Linked DNA regions of Oryctolagus cuniculus: region 2 is linked to region 1. A link is a contact called in public Hi-C data. All regions are on one chromosome and are shown on one strand. The core of a region is the stretch at or near the end of the contact, and the rest is flanking DNA. Distances in the headings are between cores, read along the strand shown.

Region 1 (3,645 bases), core at 776-3,275:
ACAATCAGTCAATAATTGTTGAATGAATTCTTAATGAAGGAACATAGTAAATACCCTTTGAGGTCTCTGTCCACCTCACAACCACCCACATTACACTGAGGCCAGTCGCTGCTCACTAAGAGGGGCAGATGCCCCACAGCCGTGTGATAGGACCTCAGACCTCTCCCGGGTAACTGTGGAGGAGACCTTGAGTCTGTCTGGGCCAATGAGATTCACTCTAGCAGGTTGCAAGCGTATGCCTAGCCTTTCCCTCTGCAGGAACACAGATATGAGGTCCCTCTCTTCTTCCAGGTATACAGAGAAACAACATAGGCTCTGCAAGAGTCGCAGAGTTGAAGACCTTGTGGTAATAAAGCCCATCAATGCCTGCTTACCATAACAGTTCTGGCAAGACCTGCTTATATGATGTAGATGCTAATGTTCAAGGATGGCGAAGAATACTGTGTGAACAAAAAACAGTCAGGAGTATGTGCTTTTTCTACAAGATTAAAAACCATGAGGTCGGGCCAGTGCCGTGGCTCACTAGGCTAATCCTCCGCCTTGCGGCGCTGGCACACTGGGTTCTAGTCCCGGTCGGGGTGCCGGATTCTGTCCCGGCTGCCCCTCTTCCAGGCCAGCTCTCTGCATGGCCAGGGAGTGCAGTGGAGGATGGCCCAAGTGCTTGGGCCCTGCACCCACATGGGAGACCAGGAGAAGCACCTGGCTCCTGCCATCGGATCAGCGTGGTACGCCGGCCGCAGCACGCCAGCGGCGGCGGCCATTGGAGGGTGAACCAACGGCAAAAAGGAAGACCTTTCTGTCTGTCTCTCTCTCTCACTGTCCACTCTGCCTGTCAAAAAAAAAAAAAAAAAAAAAAAAAAAAAAAAAAAAAACCAAAAACACCATAAGGTCATGAAACACAAATGTGGTGCTGGAACCAATCAGATCCAGCTGCCTGTGTGTGCTTGGTGATAAATGTGTCCTCTCGGGTCAGTGGCGAGAGGACACATGACTTGTTTAATGGCTCGAGACAATTGATGCCACATTTGGATGACGATCATGTTAGCTTCCTTTAAATGGTGCACAAGGATAATTCACATGGAGGAACTAGAAGCGTAAACATGCTAGAATTCTTACTGAAAGGTAATATTAGGGGCTATTTTTATACTGTGAATAGGAGGAGGGCTTCCTAAGCAACACAGGAAATGCAGAGTCTGTAAAGGAAAGACAAAATGATCCCTTTCCGTTATCTTAGAAAACAATAATAGCCATTTCAAAAATTGCGAATGAAAAGACGTCTCTTAAGGAAAGAAGGCAGAAAAGCGATGAGCAAGAATTTGCAACTGACACAGCAAAGGGATGGTATGCTAGCTGCAGAAAGCTCCCACAAATTAAGAATTAGGAGGAAGACAAAGCACAATGAATGAGTGCGTCTTTTTAAGGCCTTATTTTTTAATTCAAAGCAAAAGTGTAGTTTGTCCCATGCACTCAACAGATAAAAGTTGAAGAAATCCTGTGAGGAATCCTCCCTTCTCAAAGCTCCATTTCGACCTTGAATTCACATGACGTATCTTAACAACAGATGAATCAAAACGTGTTCAGTCCCATTCATATTTCTTTAAAGACTATTTGACCATCACACCCCAGCCACTGTAGCCAGGCTTCTGTGAGGGGTGATGGTGAAACACAGGGAGATCCCCCAGGAACAGGGCTGGGCAAAGAGGAGAGACTGACTCAATTGTTTCTCATCCACTTTTCTTCTACTTCAAAGCATAAAGTGTTTCAAAGAAAAGGAAAGAGAAAAGGAGAGAGGGAGACAGGAAGGAAGAAAGAGACGGAGGAGGGAGGGAGGGAGGGAGGAGGGGAGAGGAGGGAGGGAGGAAGGGAGAAGAGAGAGGCCAGACTGGGTCCTGTGGAATTTGGCAGACCCTTCCTGGTGCTGTTCCTCATCTAGCCACTTGATGGCGGCATGAGCATGGCGGCGCTGCCTCGCTCTCAGCCTGGCACTTTAAATTCCCAGCTTTAAAGCCGGGGGCGCCTGGGTGTGTTTGTGTTTGCGCCTGCGAGTCAAACTGTGCCCAGCCTCAGCCCTCTCCGCTGATCCCTAATGCAGGTCGACAAGAAAATCGACAAGGGTTTCACGATCTTTCTTCTCATGAAAATCCCAACAGGACTTTGATAGTGTAAAGGACATTGTAGAATTTCCTTAAAGACGCAACGTCTGCCCCTCCGGGTGTGCAATCTGTGTGCAGGTACAGCAGTTAATGAGCCGCAGGCTGGCGGCTCCCAAGGCCGGGCTGGAGCAGTCAGCTGCTGCGGTGATGGGAACTGCCATCAGCAGCTCTGCACCAACACGCCCAGGGCTGGAAAATGTGATTTGTGACACAGCAGCATGGGAATAATAATGGAAACGTAAGTGCTCTGGGCTGACGGCTCTTTCAGTTGCAAAGCTGCTTCAGCTCAGAGGACAGGAGCTGTACTTCTTAGCTTCCATTTCTTTGGGGCAACCTGAGGCACGCCCTGCAACTGTCCTGCCCCTGGAGACTAGGATGTTTCCTTGAACCCCAGGCAAGGCTGTCCCTTAAACCCTGCAAGGACCTGCCTGGGCTGCGCAAGCTCCCTGTGGTTGCCTGTCTCTACAAGCGGCACCGCCCAAGTCATGGCTCAGGCTTTGAAACCTGTTCTCATCTGATGCTGCCCAAGACACGCTGTCATATTGATAGGGTTTTGTTTTCTGGTTTTGCCTTCTGAAAAAAAAAATTAAATCCTCGCCTATGCGCTTCCCTGTATAGTTTACACTCATATCTCTCTTGGGCTTTAGCACAGTATAGATAGGAGGCAAAACTATTGACATGGCTGTCAGACTGGGACACAGGGAATCAGACAGCTGGAACGACATGCCCAGGGTCTCCATTCCCTGCTCAGTGGTGGCCAGCAGGGAACAATAAGGTGGTTTTCCCAGGTTGGAGTTGCCATTTGCTTGCTTTCAGTTGCCTGCTGTCTCTGAGGTCCAGCTTCCTGATGTGTTTCACCAGGAGAAAGATGCCAGTCTCCCGGGCATTTCTGGGGGGCTCTGGGAGGACTGACTGATATCATACACTTGAAATGCTTAGCGAGGGGCCCCTGGGTGTCTGAGGCCAGGAGAGTGGGAGGACAGACTGTATGGAACAGTGCCTGAACAAGCTCCCGTTGTCCCAGCCCAGGGTCTCTGCAAACATTTCCATGCGGATCAGCACTTGTGCAAGCTGCTCCTCCAGCCGCTGAGCTTCTCTGGCTGACAGTAGAACTTGGCTAAGCTTTGAAGGGTGGACTCTCCAAAGGATGAGTGGACAATGGGCCATGGGCACTGTTGGGGGAAATGTAGCCCTTTCTCTTTCCCTAAGGCTATGGGTTCTGAGACACATCTCAAACATGAGCTACCATCACTCCCCATCATAGCTGATTTAACAGCACATTTCTATACTCATGCCCCATCTTTCTGCCTACCTCTTGTTCCTTGGAGTCGCCTGCCTTATGCTGCTGTAGCAGCTCTGATTCATGCTGTGCATCTGGGAACACAGGTCAGGACAAGTTCAGACGGGACTCAGATTCCAAGGTCAGAATCTTTGGATATCCAGAAGCATACACTCCCAGGCTTTTTTTGATGTCCAGGGCAGGCAGCTTGAG
Region 2 (3,645 bases), core at 523-3,022, 390 kb after region 1:
ATTATTCAAATGCTAGCAAGTGAAATAAGACAAGAAAAATAAATAGAAGACACATTGAATAAAAAGAGGAAGTGCAACTATCTTATTCAGAGACGATTATGCTAAAAGAAAACCCCAAGAAATATATAAATTATCAGAACTAACAAGTGAATTTAGCAAGATATCAAATATAGAGTTGTATTCAAAAGTTAATTATATTTCTAAACACAAACAACAGAAAAATCAGAGAACCGTAAAAAGAACATTTATAATCACATCAAAGCTTTCAACTTAAGAATAAATTTAATCAGAGATTCCAAGATCTCAAAGCTGGACATTGGAAATAATTGATGACAGAAAGTAAATGGAACTTAAATAAATGAAGAGACTTAGGATAGTCATGGTTTGTAAGACTGTTGCGAAGATGTAGATACTCTAAAAAATAACCTATAGACAATATAATCTAATTTAAAACAAGGAATCTTCCTACAATTATGGATCTTATAATCTGGAGGGCAGAGAGACATTATAAAGAAAACTGTACAAAATAGGAATCCCAATTAAAGTCTCTGAAGTTCCCTTTCATTATTGTTGTTACAATAAGCATGCTGGGACTCATAGAATGGCAGATGTCCTAAACAGCAATTCTGGCCTCTGAATCAGCCCTAAAGTCATTCGAATCTGGCTGAAAAGCCCATGAGAGTATTTCAGGCATAGAAAGCCAAGACACTCTGGAAAAAAAAAAAAAAACACCTAAATGAAAGATGAAAGATCTCTGTCAGTGAGATCCCAGTGGAAAGAACAGGTCTTCAAAGAAGGTACATTTCTCTGAAGGGAGGAGAGAACTTCCACTTTGACTATGACCTTGTCTAAATAAGATAGGAGTTGGAGAACTCAAAAGGCTTCCATAGCCTTGGAAATTCATGACTGGAGCATAGGGAGATTACTGATGCCATAAACAAGAGTGTCAACTTGTTAAGTCAACAACAGGAGTCACTGTGCACTTACTCCTCATGTAGGATCTCTGTCCTTAATGTGCTGTACATTGAGATTTAATGCTATAACGAGTACTCAAACAGTATTTTTCACTTTGTGTTTCTATGGGGGTGCAAACTGTTGAAATCTTTACTTAATGTATACTAAACTGATCTTCTGTATATATAGAAAATTGAAAATGAATCTGGATATGAATGGAAGGGGAGAGAGAACGGGAAAGGGGAGGGTCGCGAGTGGGAGGGAAGTCATCGGTGGGGGGGAGCCAATGTAATCCATAAGCTGTACTTTGGAAATCTATATTCATTAAATAAATGTTAAAAAAAAAGAATAAGCATGCTGGCTGGAGCCGTGGCTCACTTGGGTAATCCTCCACCTGCGGCACTGGCACCCCGGATTCTAATCCCTGTTGGGTTGCCGGTTCTGTCCTGGTTGTTCCTCTTCCAGTCCAGCTCTCTGCTGTGGCCTGGGAAGGCAGTGGAGGATGGCCCAAGTGCTTGGGCCCTGCACCAGCATGGAAGACCAGGAGGAAGCACCTGGCTCCTGGCTTCAGATTGGCACAGCGCCAGCCATAGCGACCATTTTGGGGGGTGAAACAATGAAAGGAAGACCTTTCTCTCTGTCTCTCTCTCTCTCACTGTCTAACTCTGCCTGTCAAAAAAAAGAATAAGCATGCTAATTCCAAAATTTATTTAGAAATGCAGAGCACCAAGAAAAGAAAAAGGATTGCAGAAGAAGGAAGCCTAGACTTACACCATCTGTTTTGGAAACCAACTACAGAGCTGTGATTGTTGACACTGTGCAAATTGGTATAAGAATAGACAAACTGATGGATGAAATAAAAGATAGAGTTCAGAAATATAAGCACACATACATAGTCACCAGATTTATGACTTAGAGGCAAATGTAAGCAGGGTAAGGATTGTGATCTATATAAATAGTGCTATTGGGTACCTGCATGGCAAAAACAAACTTTGATTCTTGCTTTTTTATAATATGCATTGGCTTTTTTAAAAACTCCTCATATTCATAGATTTCCAAATTCAAAATAGACATATTTTCATTCCATTTTCCATGAGATTTTTGAAATGTCCTCATACGGTACTTAAAAATAATTATAGACAGAGGATATACCAAACAAGAGCCATCAAAAAAGTAGCTTATATGGGGGAAAGGATAGTTTTACACCCCTTGGGGTAGCAGATATTTCTTTAACAGGATGCAAACAATGAAAAGGCAAGCTAGGATAGGCTATAAATATAGGAACAAAAAATATTGAATGTCACACAGATCATTCATCAGTAAAATGCAAATTGAAACTTCTATGAGTTACCACTGCATACTCGTGAGAATGGTTAAAAGTTTTTAAAACCTAACAGAAACAACCATTGATGTGTAAGAGAAGAGGAACTCAAACATTGCTAGCTGTTCACTGTGTGCAAATTAATTCATTCTTTAAGGGGCCTGCATTGTGGCACAGTAGGTTAAGCCACCACTTGCAAAGCCAGCATCCCATATCAGAACACCAGTTTGAGTCCCAGTTACTCTGTTCAATCCAGCTTCCTGCTAATGTGATTTGGAAGGCAGTGGAAAATGGCTCAAGTATTTAGGCCCCTGACATCCATGTAGGAGACCAAGATGGAGTTCTTGGACCCTGTGTTTGGCCTGCTTCAGAACTGTTTGTTGCTGACATTTAGGAAACAAAACAGCAGATTAAAGATTCTCTTTCTCTCTCTCTCTCTCTCTCTCTCTCTCTCTCTCTCTCTCCCCCTCTGTCTCTCTGTCTCTCTGTTTCTGTAGCTCTGCCTTTCAAAATACATAAAAATCTCTTTGAAAAATTCAATCCCTTTGAAAAGCAGCTGGCAGTATCTGGTAAAGATAAGCATTTGTATATACCATGCTCCATAAACTCCATTCCTGGAGATATACTCAAAAGAAATAAAATACAATAAAAGATACACACAAAAATATGATTAGCAACATTGATTCGTAGCATCCAAAAACTAACAGAAAGTCAAATGTTCAACATGAAAAATAAAAAAGTATGTTTTTATGGAATGCAACAATACTGAGCAATAAAAGAACAAATTACTAATATCAGTATATGCAATAACATGGAATGAACTCACTAATTCTATGCTGAGTGACAGAAATCAGACACAAAAAAATGCAAACAGTATGATTCAATTGCTACTGTTGAAATCCTTACTTAATGTATACTAAGCTGATCTTCTGTATATTAAGATAATCGAAAATGAATCTTGATGTGAATGGAAGGGGAGAGGGAGTGGGAAAGGGGAGGGTTGTGGGTGGGAGGGACGGTATGGGGGGGAAGCCATTGTAATCCATAAGTCGTACTTTGGAAATTTATATTCATTAAATAAAAGATAAAAAAAATGATTCAATTGCTATAAAGTTCTAGGAGAGAAAAAGCAAATCTATAGCAGAAGATAATATTGACTAATATTGATAATAATATTGATATAATATTGATATACTATTGATAATAATCAGGAGAGATTGTCAGGAAGGCACACAACGGAACCATTTAAGGGGTTGGAAATGTTCTCTATTTTGTTTTAGGTGGTGGTTACAGAGACATATGCAGGTGTAAACATACACAAAACATTAGTGAGTTGGACACCTTATATTTGAACCCTTCAGATACCTTAT

Evidence for each region. A called contact is a pair of places that touch in the nucleus more often than the background predicts.
Region 2: a contact with region 1 is called in a Hi-C map of an unstated tissue, with 3 times the contacts expected there. The contact joins two enhancer-like sites. A contact is called at or near these places in 2 of 6 Hi-C or Micro-C datasets (skin fibroblasts and an unstated tissue).

What each region holds. Positions count from the first base shown.
Region 1 is chr6:152,522,961-152,526,605 of mOryCun1.1, forward strand. No RefSeq gene overlaps it. Among named protein-coding and RNA genes, the nearest start is that of LRATD2, 320 kb to the left of the region's middle. Within about 2 kb of position 2,026, at least 2 of the 8 cell types and tissues checked have an H3K27ac peak or open chromatin away from gene starts, as enhancers often do.
Region 2 is chr6:152,908,364-152,912,008 of mOryCun1.1, forward strand. No RefSeq gene overlaps it. Among named protein-coding and RNA genes, the nearest start is that of MYC, 540 kb to the right of the region's middle. Within about 2 kb of position 1,773, at least 1 of the 8 cell types and tissues checked has an H3K27ac peak or open chromatin away from gene starts, as enhancers often do.